Linked DNA regions of Rattus norvegicus: region 2 is linked to region 1. The links are chromatin contacts, called in public Hi-C maps. All regions are on one chromosome and are shown on one strand. Each heading gives the region's core, a stretch centred on a gene start, on an enhancer-like site or on the middle of the called end of the contact. The rest is flanking DNA. Distances are from core to core; before and after follow the strand shown.

The links. Hi-C and Micro-C count contacts between places; a contact is called where the count stands out from the background.
Region 2: a contact with region 1 is called in a Hi-C map of liver, with 5 times the contacts expected there. The contact joins two enhancer-like sites. A contact is called at or near these places in 2 of 12 Hi-C or Micro-C datasets (both in liver).

The regions. Positions count from the first base shown.
Region 1 is chr2:34,998,995-35,002,989 of GRCr8, forward strand. No RefSeq gene overlaps it. Among named protein-coding and RNA genes, the nearest start is that of Pik3r1, 300 kb to the left of the region's middle. Within about 2 kb of position 1,652, at least 2 of the 93 cell types and tissues checked have an H3K27ac peak or open chromatin away from gene starts, as enhancers often do. A contact at or near this core is called in liver, where this site is marked.
Region 2 is chr2:35,504,839-35,508,833 of GRCr8, forward strand. All of the region lies in intron 1 of LOC102546726 (a long non-coding RNA gene), which reads right to left. Among named protein-coding and RNA genes, the nearest start is that of Cd180, 83 kb to the right of the region's middle. Within about 2 kb of position 2,038, at least 17 of the 93 cell types and tissues checked have an H3K27ac peak or open chromatin away from gene starts, as enhancers often do. A contact at or near this core is called in liver, where this site is marked.

The sequences.
Region 1 (3,995 bases), core at 402-2,901:
AACTATTTAATCCCATATTGAACTTGTATGGCTTTATTGTCATTATGCTATAAACAATAGAGTATGTAACAGTAACATATTTACCTGATGCAATTGTGGTCTCAGAGACTTACTACTGAATAAGCTCATCTTTTTTAGTTCTTTCCGAACTTTGGCTGGCTGATTCAACTCACCTATCCTGGCCCAAACTCTCTCCAAGCTGACTGATTCAATCTGATTTCTCTTAGCTTCTTGCTGAATTGTTCTGATTGGTCTCAAAGTAACTCTGTCAATCTGTTCTAATCTTCTACCTCCTTCTCATTCTCTGGCTTGATCTGTCTTTACCTGTGTTTAGCTTATTCTCTCTGCAACCTTCGTACAACTATCCCTGTAAAAGTTGCCTCTGAACTCCATGAACTGCCACAAACTCCACTGCACTGCACTGCCTCTTAACTCACTGCCTTAACCCAGCTGACTGACCGAAACACAGAGATCTGCATGCCTCTATCTCCTGAGTGCTGGGATTAAAGGTAGGTACCACCATGACTGAACATAAGCTTTACTCTACTTGAAATTTGCTCTGTACCAGACTTGCCTTGAACTCAGATATATGTTTGTCTCTGTCTTCTGGGATTAAAGCCATGTCTGTATTCCAGCTGGGTCACACAGACCTAGAAGGTCTTTGGATATGATCTCTTGCCAGAGCAGCCATGATGCTGGATTAAAATTCCTCTACAGCAGTATGACTATTTATTAGTGTCTCTAGTGTACTGTGAAGGACATGTTCAGGCTACATGCAAATATTATTTCATTTTATATAAGGGATCAGAGCAGCCACAGATATTGGTATCTGTAGGTGGTCCTGGAAACAGTCCCCTACGCAGACTGAGGGAGGACTGTATACTTGGATAACAATATTCTAAGCATTGGAAAATTCTTTATTCTATACAGCATCCTTATGAGACATAGGTGCAGAGAGGAATTTTACTAGTCTCAATTTATAGGTGAGGAAAATAAAACTTTGAGATTTCAGTGGGCTGGATCCAAGACTTCTTGCAGGCTGTTTTGTTCCACTGAGATGTTCTCAAAACCCAGTTGCTCCCTCTGCAGCTTTAGGGATAAACCCAGATAGAGCTCCTATGCAGCAGCTAGTCTGTTCTCATGTGTCTCCAGTCTTCCTAGTTGCTGAGAACCATGTTCAGTGAAAAATGAGCGTTAGGGAGGCAAGTAAGCAGAAACAGCTATGTACTATGCACAAAGTCTAAAGTTGTTCCCTAAACTGCGACCTCTAACCTCTAACCTCCCCATTCATATACAAGTATTTGTGTGTAACTGCACATGAACCTGAATGTGCGTGTGTGTGCTTGAGTTCCAAGTTATTGCTCCTCCTGGAATGGCCATCAAGTTAGCTATTCTGTGTAACTTTAACTTTTTTAAAGCCTACGTTTAATGATAGTTTTTAAATGCTTTAACATCCCTTCTAGCCTACCATCTACCAGACGTAGTGGGAGTAAAAGACTATGGGGGAAGCAAACTTATTTAGAAATTGTTCTTTGGAGCAAATCCCATCTACACTGTCAGGAAATCAATGTTCAGTTCATAGGTCAGCAGTGGCAACTTGATCCACTTGCAAACACTTCATGGATATACTAGCAGTCCAGTTCAGCAGTGTCGGGATAACAGCAATAGTGGCATGACCTAGCAGGAACAGTTAGGCCTCAGCTGAATCAGCACAGGTCAATAGGAGGGACCAACAGGGAAGCCAGGAGAAGTTCTTAGCTGTGCCTCTCTCAGTGAAATGAAGATCAGCAAAACTGTGAGACCAACAAGCATTGCACAGCTAGCTCTACCAGCAAGCCAAGCCTAATCAAGCCTGAATCATTCTCTTTGTCACTGTCTGTTAAGTCCTATTTATACTCCCTCCAAACATTACTTGTCCTCCATGGGTCTTGCCTCATTATTTGTCTTGCCTCAGCTTGTAAGTCTGTATCAACTGACATCACTCTGCCAATTGGCCAAAATACACAGAAGTGGCAAGAAGCCATGACACACCATCAAAGGTTTCTTTGGTACATTTTTCTCTATGGCATCCTGACAAATGGAGTTCAGCTATGCAATGTAAGGCAGATCAATACATGCATGTAATTGGCAAAGAATCCTTCATCACATGTCCTTTCATACACTTGCCTTAGTGGAATGTCCTTTCGCTTGTGTCTACTTCAGGAAAACACCTCTTCATGTGTTTGCCCCAGCAAAGTACAACACAGCAGACTTTCCAAAGAACCCTTAAGTTTCCACTTTAACTCTGACATATGACTTATATGGAAGGAGTCTTTCTCTTTTACATATTAAATGCAACTGAATAAAGTAACATTTCGTCCCTATCATAATCCCTTGCTGAGAGTAAAAATGCTTGGATTTTTAGAACAGGCAAGAACTGGAGGTAATTTTATCTGATTTTGAATGGGTAAATTATCCTTTGACTAGAATTGGCCAGAGCAGAGCCCTGATCCTTCTATCAGAAGCCTTCATTCTCACCTGTAGGTATCCTATCATCTTTTGGTTTCCTTCCTTCCTTCCTTCCTTCCTTCCTTCCTTCCTTCCTTCCTTCCTTCCTATCTATCTATCTATCTACCTATCTATCATCTGTCTATCAATCATCTAGCTGTCAACTATCATCTATCATTCATTGATCCATCATCTGTCTCTATCACCTCTTTGTATATTATCTATCTATCTATCTATCTATCTATCTATCTATCTATCTATCTATCTATTTATCTATCTATCATGTATCTATCTATATATCTATCATGTAGTCTGTGTCTATGACAGAGAGAGAGAGAGAGAGAGAGAGAGAGAGAGAGGACAGGGTCTCCTGTTTTCCAGGCTGACTTTGAACTCCTTATATAGCTGAGGATCCTCTTTCTTCTTCTTCAGCAGTTCTGGGATTATAGGGACACATCAGCTACCTGGTTTTTATAGTGATCATGATGGAATCATGGGCTTCATTCATTTTCCTACAAGCTACATTCCTGCTCTGTTTTCACTAATAAGTGACAGGTTTTTTGGTTCTTCAAGACTCTCTTAACTCCTTTTCTAAGTCCTACTTATATTTTTAAAATTGTTCTACATACTTACCTTTTATTTAGTATGCTTATCACTATAAAAGTAAAAAAATATTTTTGATGTCAAAACTAAACAGTACCTTTCTACAGTAGTCTTTTTTTAGTGAATGATTGTCTATTTTCTAAATCATCTCAAAGTGTACATTCTTGAATAGTAATAGGAGATAAGGTAGCTTAACAATTGTTCTTTTATTCTGTGGAGACCACTGGTTCACTCTAGATCAGTCAGCTGAGGAGTTCTGACTCTTAAAGCCCTCTCTTCTGAAAAAATATAACAAATATTAGTATACCCAAAAGTACAAAGAGTATTCTCATTATCACAGAAAACCTAAGTGATCTGTAGTGATTTCTCTGAATCTAAATGCCATTTAATGACAGGGATATGTGGCATTAGCACCTGTAAAGATGCACGATATATATATATATAAATATATATAATATTTTCATGTGATCTGACAATATGATACATTCATGAACAGTCTACTTAAGGTAAGTAGATTCTAAGCAGACAGTTGTGACTTGAGATTTCCACCATACATATGTCAACCATTTCAAACAAAAGACAATTTGCAAGCTAATTTTTTTCCTACTTTGTTTTGTTTGGAATTGTTTTGCAAGGTTTTTGGGGGGATAGAGGGGGATAGGGGAATGAACTGCTGAAATTGAATGTAGAGGAATTGGGCTATTTTCCCCAGCAGAGTTTGATTTGGGTAAGGTCAGTGCACAGCACCTGCTTTTCTTTGAGAATTTGCATGAACAGCACAGTTATGGATTTATTCCGTGCCTAATGTCAACACATTGTCTCAAACACTTGCCCACAGGGAGGGCCCCTTACCATTTGTCATCTGGGACCTGTCTACTCTTCTGGCTACTCTGGAAAGCCATCTG
Region 2 (3,995 bases), core at 788-3,287, 510 kb after region 1:
CCTAAAGGAACAAAAGTCGTGTTGAAAATGATTTCTGAAAGAGAGAATTTTGTGTATGTTGAACAGAGGATTGTTTGATTGTATTTTGTTACTAAAATGCTTGTGGGCAGAATGGTCCCATGAGCCACTTCTGTGGGTGTCCCCAGCAAGTTCAGCCAGTGGGAAAGCTGCACTAGAAAGACTTCCAAACCTCTAGCTTAGTCCCTTCTGACCCTGAAGAAGGGAATATATCCTCCACTGCCTTCAAACAGGGGTTCCTCTGACTAAAGTTCACTCTCCAAATGCTAGTTGCTTAAAGGAAGGTCTCTAGAATGGGCACAAAGGGTTAAAGTCATGGTGGAGGCTAAAAAATAGCTCCCTGGCCAAGACTGCTCAGTAGGTGAAAGTGTTTGCCATTCAAACCAGACAGCCTGAATTCAATCCCTGGATCACACAGTGAAGAGGACTGACTCCAAAGTTGTCCTCTGACCTCCACATGTTTGCACTGGTATATGCACCCTTGCATTCACACCCATGCATGCACACACACACATAGGCACACTCGCACACAACGCATACATACAATAATTTTTTTTTTACGTTTAAAGGCTCTATGAGTGACTGGCTGGGAACAAAAGCCTTCCTGGGCCTCACAACATGGCTGGCTGAGATCCTGCAGGGGTAGAGAGCCAGACACAATCTGAACTGGCAGACACTAAAGAGCCTCAAGACTCCTATTTCCTCTTTCCTGGTTGTTTTGCTCAAGAGAAGCCAGCTGAGATCAGACAATGAGGGTGAGACAGAGAAGTTCACATACCTGTCATGCTTCTCACATTACAATAAAAACAGTGCAGAAATGGGCAGATGGTCGGCACAACTACCCCCCCCCAGAGGACATCCCAGTAACCCTCAAGTCACACATAGTCAGCCTCCTATGTGAGAAGTGGAGGTATTTATCAGTCTAATCCGGGAGCTCTTGATATCTGGGCAGCCACTGACCACTCCTGGAAAAGTGCTAAGAGGAGCAGACCCCTTGTAAGGTGGAAAAGGTCTTTACCTCAAAGATATAGCAAAGTACTATCTACTTCAGTGGCTTGGGGATCATGAGTAAAGAGCACTTAACCCTTTACTACTACCACTACCACTATCACTGCTGCTGCTGCTGCTGCTGCTACTACTACTACTACTGCTACTACTATTGCTGCTGCTGCTACTACTGCTGCTGCTGCTGCTACTACTGCTGCTGCTGCTGCTGCTACTACTATTACTATTACGACTACTACTATTACTACTACTACTACTACTCTACCTCACTTGCACCTCATTGTAAAATGAGAAAGTAGAAAGTCAGATAGGTACAATAATTCCTAGCTCCATTTGGTCATATTTCCTCTAGCTTCGCCCAATGGTTACCTAGCAACCAGATATACCAGCCTGGTATAAAAGGACTCTCTCTACCTATTCGGTCCTCCCTCCCTTCCCTCCCCTCCCTTCCCTTCCTCTTTCTCCTCTCCTCTCCCTACCTCTTTCCCTATCTTCTCTCTCTCCCAACATGTTCCAGGCCTCTCTCCCCTCTCTCTTTCTGTTCTCTGTGCCCTTTCTGTCTCTGCCTCTACTCCCTTCTCAGACTCCCTTCCCATGTCCAAAATAAACAGATGAATCTATAGTAGACCTGTTGTATGGCTGATACCTGTGGAGGGCGGGGAGGAATACCTCAGCATGGGCCCACTAAGACACCCCCTCTCGCCAGTTTCCACCAGATCACACCATGTTTTATAAAACATATTACCACTGCCCCCACCCCATTCCTCTTTCTGTGGACTTGCAGATCATTCGAGGAAATTTTCACTCTTCTTGCTGATATCTCGCGTCCAACATACAGGGAATTGAACACCGTCTGTTGCCACTCAAGCCTAAACTAAAGGAGCCAGAGATCAAAATGTTGAGAAACCTGGAGAAGTACACAAAGCCTCATTTGTGTTTGCACACAGGCTCTGATGACAGCCGCCTGGATCTCAGAGTGATCCGCCCACTGATCCCAGTCAGTCTGCTCTAGATATGACCATGACCCTGTGGAGATGTCAACCATCAACCAGCCACATGGACACACACACTCCTCTATCACTGACTGGGCCTCTTTTTGAAGTGGTCTCATCTTATTCTCATTAGTGTTCCGCCGAGAACTCTGTCCTCTTTCCCCCTCTCTGTTCAGAACACAGATTTGCTGTTCTTTCCAAATCAGTGGCAAACCTTCCAAGTTGTCCTGGGGCCAAGACCCATCACTGGTCACACACCACCCTGCCACTAACTAATGTGTCCTCTTGAAATCCAGGCCCAAAGGGTCAGCAGTTATGTTGCAAAAGGCCCCTAGAAGCATTTGTGTGCGCTCCTGCAGATTTCAGAGCACAGACCATGTGTTTATCAGTTGGCTAGGAGTGTTAATCGAATATTGCAATGTGCTTTTAAATTTTTGGATCCCTTCTCTTTTTTCACATGCAATAGCGAGTCCTTAGAGAGGCAAAGATTCTAGGAAAAAGTAGAACACCCGTTACATAAGTCTTTAAAAAAAAAAAAAAACCCTAGTACATAGGATGCTAATCGTTCCAAGACTAATCATTATCTAGCATGCTTTGGTCATTGCTCAGCGCCAATGGCAACACAGAACAAGAGGCGGATCGTTGGAGTGCTAGCTGGGTGTGTGCCAACAAGGGAAGGCCATGTCAGACAAGTTGGAGCACATACAGTAACCATCCTAAGCTACGACCATGACTTTCAGGTCCTTTCCACTGAATACTCTCACGCATGGTTCCTCAGAACCAGAAGGGTTGTACACAACGTCTTCTGGGGATCCCATCTAGGGGACCCTAGAGGAAGCACGTGTTAAGTTCCAGACTCGGATTTGGCTCCCAGGTCCCAACTGAATCTGGAAAGCTAAAAGAAAATTATTCTTCCTCGCCATGTCAGAATACCTCCCTGCGAGGAATTCTCTGATGTCATACAAGTGTTGTTACACTCACATTAATGTTGTAACAGGACCATAGCCAGACAAGGAGCAGAACTGGTATGGTAGGAACTCATCCAGAAATGAAGGGAACAGCCTGTGCGCTTCCTTTGCAAGCTTTTTGTTTCCCAGAAGCATTTACGCTGGCCCAGGTGTGCGGGCATGTGGGATCAGCACACAGTGTACTGATGTGCACACACACGCCCATCGAGTGCATTGGCCAAAGCCAATCAGAAGTCTTCCTCTACTTTTACCCACCTTACTTCCTGAAACAGGACCTCTCTGTGAATAAGAAGCTCGCCAGTTTAGGCCAAGCTAGCTGGCTGGTCAGAGAACTCTCGGGATCTGTCTGTCTCCACCCCAATGCTAGAGAGACAGGCATGTGAAGTCCTGCCCAGCTTTTTGTGTGCTTACTGGAGATTCATACTCAGGTCCTCCTATGTTCGTGGAAAGCCCTCTTCCCTACAAGCCATCTATCTATAGGCTCCTGGCTGAGCCTCCAGTGTTAAAACCCTACTTTCGCTCATCAGTTCTTTGCCCTTGCTTACAACCAGGCCCACCCCTTCCTCCTCCCCCACCTGGCCTGGTGACTATCCTAGGATGGGGGTGATCGCCTGCCTCTGTCCTTTCTCCTTCTAGATAGTTTATATACTTAGTCGGGGACCTTCCCTTTTAATTTTAAGAGGTTTTTGTTCAAAATTGGAATGGGAGAGAATTAAAACTTTTACACTCATATTCCCAGAAACATTAGTCATCCCTGAAGGGCAGGAGCAACTCGGTGTCCACGAAATGAATGAGCGAATAAACGATATGTGGTGCGCAATACACTGGGATCCTGCGCCCCAGTGTTCAGTTCTGACACATGCTGCAAGACATTTGAAACCGTAAGACGGACGCTGTACCCAAAATTAAGTAAGCCGGTCACAAAAGGACAAATTATTAGATGACTTCAGTTTCTGAGATGCCCGGAAGAGTCAAAATCCAACGGACAAAGTAGAAGGCTGGTTTCCTGGAA